Linked DNA regions of Danio rerio: region 1 is linked to region 2. A link is a contact called in public Micro-C data. All regions are on one chromosome and are shown on one strand. The core of a region is the stretch at or near the end of the contact, and the rest is flanking DNA. Distances in the headings are between cores, read along the strand shown.

Evidence for each region. Hi-C and Micro-C count contacts between places; a contact is called where the count stands out from the background.
Region 1: a contact with region 2 is called in a Micro-C map of caudal fin, with 5 times the contacts expected there. The contact joins the promoter of tafa3a here to the promoter of st7l in region 2. A contact is called at or near these places in 2 of 18 Hi-C or Micro-C datasets (caudal fin and hematopoietic stem cells).

Annotation. Positions count from the first base shown.
Region 1 is chr6:51,019,228-51,022,395 of GRCz12tu, forward strand. It overlaps tafa3a (TAFA chemokine like family member 3a), which reads left to right and starts at 1,674. Exons shown (of 5, transcript XM_002662529.6): 1 at 1,674-2,122.
Region 2 is chr6:50,847,439-50,850,542 of GRCz12tu, forward strand. st7l (suppression of tumorigenicity 7 like) reads right to left here and starts at 1,653. Exons shown (of 15, transcript NM_001111156.1): 1 at 1,480-1,653. The coding sequence starts at 1,648.

The DNA of each region.
Region 1 (3,168 bases), core at 424-2,923, 170 kb after region 2:
ATGATTTTTTTTCATAAGACAAACCAAATTGTAGCCCGAAGGATAGAAAGGCATTTTTTAAAATTAAATATCAAAATATAAATATTAAATATGCATACCAATCCTTACTTTAATTTTGAATGATTTACTAGTTTTTTTAATTATTATTTATTATTAATTAAGTTATTATGCACACAAAACAAATTCTAGCTAATATGTGTATGTCTGTGTGTGTATATATATTGAAAATGCATGTTTTCATTTTTAAATATTTAATAATAATAACAACAACAACAATAATAATAAAAAATTATAATAATGATAGTAATAATAATGAATATTTATATTTTTCAGTAGGACTATTCTAATTGTAGCTCAAAGATAATAACCTGAATTGTTATAAGATATAAACATGAAATATTTATAATTAAGCATGTTTTTATTTGATTTGTATAACGTTAATAATAATAATAATATTTAATTATCATTCTTTTTATGCTTACACAAACTTACTTGCTCCTTGTTTAAACTACTTTAAATAAGCTGACACAAATTTTTGGGTGGATTTAATTAAATATTTTTTGGGACTTAATTATTAACCTAATTATTTTAATGTCAATTCAATTTAAGTTGTTAAGTTAACTTAATCGATTTGTGGACCTGCTGTGGGGCCAAGTTGGAGTACTCACTTTGGTCCCCCGGGCTCTGCAATTGAACCAAAACAATCTGTAACAATTGGTTTAAGATTGGCAACCAAAATTCAGGACATTGCAACCTGCAGAACAGAAGGTATAGTTAAAATAAAAAAAATAAAAAAACCTAATCGAATTGTGTTATGACATCATGAATGAACAGTGTGGAACTTTGTGTGGAAGCATTTTTACAGTGTATGTTTACTTCGATATATGTAATACTAAATTATGTGGAATTTGAAAATTTGCAATAGGTGATTATAAAATACAGTCAGAACCTCTAAACCATAGATGCCCAAACTAGGGCATGCAGGCCAAAGTTGGCCCATGGTAATGTTTAATTTGGCGCACCATCCAATCAGAGAAGAGTGGGGTAACTGCCATTAACTAATATTGTCATATCTAATACAACATATGCTTTTTGTTGTTTTATTGCTGAGCTATGCAAAAAATGCAAACTATAATGAAATGTTTCAATTAAAAGTTATAAATCCGATTTTCGAATATACTGTAAATACTGTTAACCTATGGACTGAGAACAATGCTGAAGACATCAGTGAGACATCAAATCAAGGCAAAAACAGGTGCAACTTGTCCTTATGTATTCGGCATTGAACTCCTTTCTGTTAAAGATGCGATTGTTTTTGTTTTTACTGTTATAAATTTGTTATAAAATACTGCATTAGTTAATATAAAACAGTGTTTTCTAGTTAATTTTCAATATTATTATTTACTCATGGCAATTTTAATGTAATACAGTTTGGTATATTTACCTTCGACCCACAGACTTCAATCAAGTTTGGTTTTCGGCAATCACAAGAAAAAGTTTGGGCACCCCTGCTTTAATCAAACAGGTATGACATCTCGTAATGTAATCACACCGACGTTGTCATTGCTCACGCACATCTGACTATCATCCAGCAGGGGGCGCCAGTCTCCCGCAGCGGCGCGCGCTCACACGGATCTCCCAAGGGCTCCGCGCGGACGCTTCAAGTGCTGAACACTTGAGGGGCGAGTCGAGCTCCTCAACGCCGCTCTCAGTCTCCACGCAGCCTGAACACAAGACTACAGCAGCCAAAAACACCACTGGTCCATCATGGATAAGGGGATATTGCCGATTTGAAACCTTCGTTATAATACCCGCAATTAAGGGTCTCGTCTTTACGTGCTTATTCAGATCCGTTCCGGCGCGCAAAGTTCAGACGCATCTGAAGGAACTTTGGAGAGCTGGAGTTCAGAGGACTCAATCGAGACTTTTCTGAACTGAAGCAGGAATCGCTTTAATACCATTTGCATTCTCGTTTGTTTGAGTCTGTAGGTGATGCTTTTCCTGGGATCGTGTTTGCGCGAAGGGAAATTATCAGGCTTTGCCACTGCCGGGGTTTTACTTCTGACAATGAAGAGCAAATGAGAGCAGTATTACTTCACCTTTATTGACAGCTCAACGACAGGTAAGTTGGATTGCTTCATTTCAAATAAATAGCCTTGGTAAATGAATAAAGTAAAGAAAAAGGGCAAAAATAAAAGCATCGATTTTAAATTGGATTTTAATTAGACACATCCTATATTTCCAAATAGGACTTTTTGTTTCATATTGATTTAAAGTGTGCTGGGGCTAGATATACTGGTTATTCATATCTGAGTTGTGGCTAAAATGTATTTAAAAGGGCGATATCGAGCTTGTATTATGCAGATGAAGGTGGTGTTGGTATTGGGCTTATATAAAAGCTGCTACTGCTGATGGTTATAAAGATGATTGAGATCACTAAAGTTGGACATTGCCGTGAAATGTGAAATCCTCTGTGCTGACAGGTAAATCATCTTGTTTGGATCTGAATCACTGGTGATTGTTGTTGGGGTTGCAGATCAATGTCAGATTACCTATAATTACCAGACATGTATTATTATAGTCAGTCAGCATTTGTCAGGCCACGGTTCTGGTGAGCCTTTACAAATAGATTGTGTCTAGAAATCTTTAAAATGCTGCCTTCTTTCACAGTATTTGTTAGGGAGAATGCTTTTTGGACTGGAGTGCGTGCAGAGTTTTGATTGACATTTGACATTCAGAATCAAATCATTTCCTAATTCCAAAATTGTATTCCCTCACTACACCTTATTTCTCAATGAATATCCATAGATGCAATGCATGTTGGAATACAATGCTTGGTTAAATTTTGATTGGCATTTGTTAATTTGATTATCATTTTTTAACTCCTCCCCCTTAACTTTACACAGTCCAATCAATTCCCGATTCTCCAAATTAGGCCCTTCCTTTTGTTTTTCTTATTATCTCACATTTTCCAAAATTTCCAGGCCATTCCTTAACTTCTTCCCCTAAAACCAGCTGACTGTATCTAAACCCAGTCAGTTCCCAAAATGGATTTCCATCCTTTTCTCTATTGTTTCTTGATAAATATCTAGCAAATACATATACCCTAGGAATGTATGTCTGAATGCAAGGCTTGCATAATATTTTGAATGATATTACTTAACTTCT
Region 2 (3,104 bases), core at 403-2,902:
CTGTGAAAACCTTCTCACAATGCTATATTATGACTTTTAATACAGTAAACACTTAGTATAGAGGCATGTTATTTCAGTTAACACCTATTTTATGTCCTTTTGGACACTTGACCTCAGTCACCATTCATAGAAATTGCATTGAAAGCACAGCCTTCAAAAAATATCATTAAATTCCCCAGAAAACAAAGTCGATACCGGCAGACGATAAAAACAACAGCCTAAATGTGATATATGTGGGAACTTTTGCATCCTTGAGCAGAAATAAAAGCAGTGCTGAGGTGTAAACGTCAAGAGAGGAGCAGAAAAACACACAGACCTGCGGTCAAATGTGTGAAAATAAAACCAACTTTACCTCAATCATTATATGCACACCATGCTCTAACAAACGTTTATAATAAATTGTCAAAACTGTGATGTCCTTTTGATTAAAATTTACGTTGGTACAATTTAGATAATGAGAATGTAGTTATTTAATGCCTTTGTGTCACTAATCACAACCAAAACAATACATTTTCTAGACTAGCAGTTTTTGACAGCTGCATTTCATCGCATTCACTACCTCAGTAACGACTTAAAATCAGTTAAATCCTTCTCACAGTGCTATATTATGACTTTCAATAGAGTAAACACTAAGTATAGACGCATGTTATTTCAGTTAACACCTATTTTAAGTCATTTTGGACAGTTGACATCAGTCACCATTCATTGAAATTGCATTGAAAACACAGCCTTCAAAAAATATCCTTTTAAATTCCCCAGAAAACAAAGTCAATACAGGCAGACAATAAAAACGACAGCCTAATGTAATAAATGTGGGAACTTTTGCATCCTTGAGCAGAAATAAAAGCAGTGCTGAGGTGTAAACATCAAGAGAGGAGCAGATAAACACACAGACCTGCGGTCAAATGTGTAAAAATAAAACCAACTTTACCTCAATCATTATATGCACACCATGCTCTAACAAACGTTTATAATAAATTGTCAAAACTGTGATGTCCTTTTGATTAAAATTTACGTTGGTACAATTTAGATATTGAGATGGAGAATTTAGTTATTTAATGCCTTCGTGTCACTAATCACAACCAAAACAAAACATTTTCTAGACTAGCATTTTTGACAGCTGCATTTCATCGCAGTCACTACCTCAGTAACGACTTAAAATCAGTTAAATCCTTCTCACAATGCTATATTATGACTTTCAATAGAGTAAACACTAAGTATAGACGCATGTTATTTCAGTTAACACCTATTTTAAGTCATTTTGGACAGTTGACATCAGTCACCATTCATTGAAATTGCATTGAAAACACAGCCTTCAAAAAATATCCTTTTAAATTCCCCAGAAAACAAAGTCGATACAGGCAGACGATAAAAACGACAGCCTAATGTAATAAATGTGGGAACTTTTGCATCCTTGAGCAGAAATAAAAGCAGTGCTGAGGTGTAAACATCAAGAGAGGAGCAGATAAACACACAGACCTGCGTTGACGGTCTCCTGCAGCTTCAGCGGACTCCTCAACACGTAAACCATCGTCAACACCATGGCGAACCACAGCGCGCAGATGTACGTCCACGACCAGCACAGCCACGATTTTAATTTCTCCGTGAAACCGGGTGATTGGGGATTACTGCCGCTGCTGTCCGCCATCTTTCACTTGCGAGCCGTAAACATTAGAATTGTGGGATACTGGAGGAGAGAGTGCTGTGCTGACGCGCTCCACTAGAGGACGCGCTCACTGTTTATTTACATACGAGAGATTTTGATTTGCTATCTAAATGCTAGCTTCATTAGCATTATATACTGCGTATTTTTTAAAGTTTGCTATTATTGAACATAAAATATTGTACAAGTTGGCATTGTCGATATTACAAAAAGTAAAAAGGTGCAAATAAAGAACAAATTATACATAATATGTTACATAAAATAATTATAAGTAATATAAAAACTAGCTAAATATAATAAAATAAATAAAAAGGGCTAGGGGTTTTCCTGTAATAACACTTTTCGATTAAAAACAGAAGATTATTCACTTTTTGTTTGATCGTTATCTCAAGGGCTTTTATCTATGAAATAATGTCATTATTAAGGCCCAAAATGTTGGTTTCACCTTCAAGATTTTGGGCTAGCTATGTACAATTTCCCAAGGAAGTTGTTGATTAAGAAGGCATCTTTCTTACTGTCCATTACAAACCCAGAAATTCTATGTCATTCACATTAAAAGATCCTAAGGTGTGAAATCTTTGGGTAAAGCCGTCATAAACATCTTACCATAAAGCATCCACTAACATACTGTAAAAAAACAAATAATCTGCTGTTTTAATATCATCACAAAACATTATTAGACTCAAATCCAAATCGAATTCTTAAATATTCACTACGCCACTTAAAACTGTAAAATTGGATCTTGCATTGCCCCCTCAGAAAGAGTTTGTGCCCCCCAGTTTTTATAAGGTATTGTTCACTCAAACTGAAAATTCTTTCTGTCATTAATTATTAACACCCCTGTCATTCCAACCTTCAGAACACACATTTAAATATTTTAAAATATATGACATAGCAATTGAATTATGAGAATGGCTATATCATGACGAACAGTGCTTTATAATAACAATAATAATTCCTTACATTTCTATAGTGCTTTTCTTGGCACTCAAAGCGCTTTACACGTAGGGGGAATCTTCTCATCTACTTTTTTTCTTCTTCTTTTTTTAATGCAAGAAAGTACATTACAAAGATATAATATGAACAAAGAGACAAAGAGGGTTACATAAATAGAATTCCAGCAAATTTAACAAGTTTAAATGATTTACACTAGGAAAGCGTTTTAAATGCAGTGTAATTGTTAGAGTCTATTAAAGAGTTCACATACATTTCAAAGTCCTTTCTGAAAATAAAAAAGTAAGGGTGTTTCTTTGAAAATGTACATTTATGGATGTAAAATTTTGTTTAAAAAAGCAATAAATCAATAATAAATTTACAATGAGAAGAATCTACACTCAGAGAGTAACCAAAGAATACAATTTTTGGGGAAATACAGAAGTTTGGAAATAAGAATTTTTTAATGAAATTGGAAAAGTCAACCCAAAACACTTTACAGTAAGTA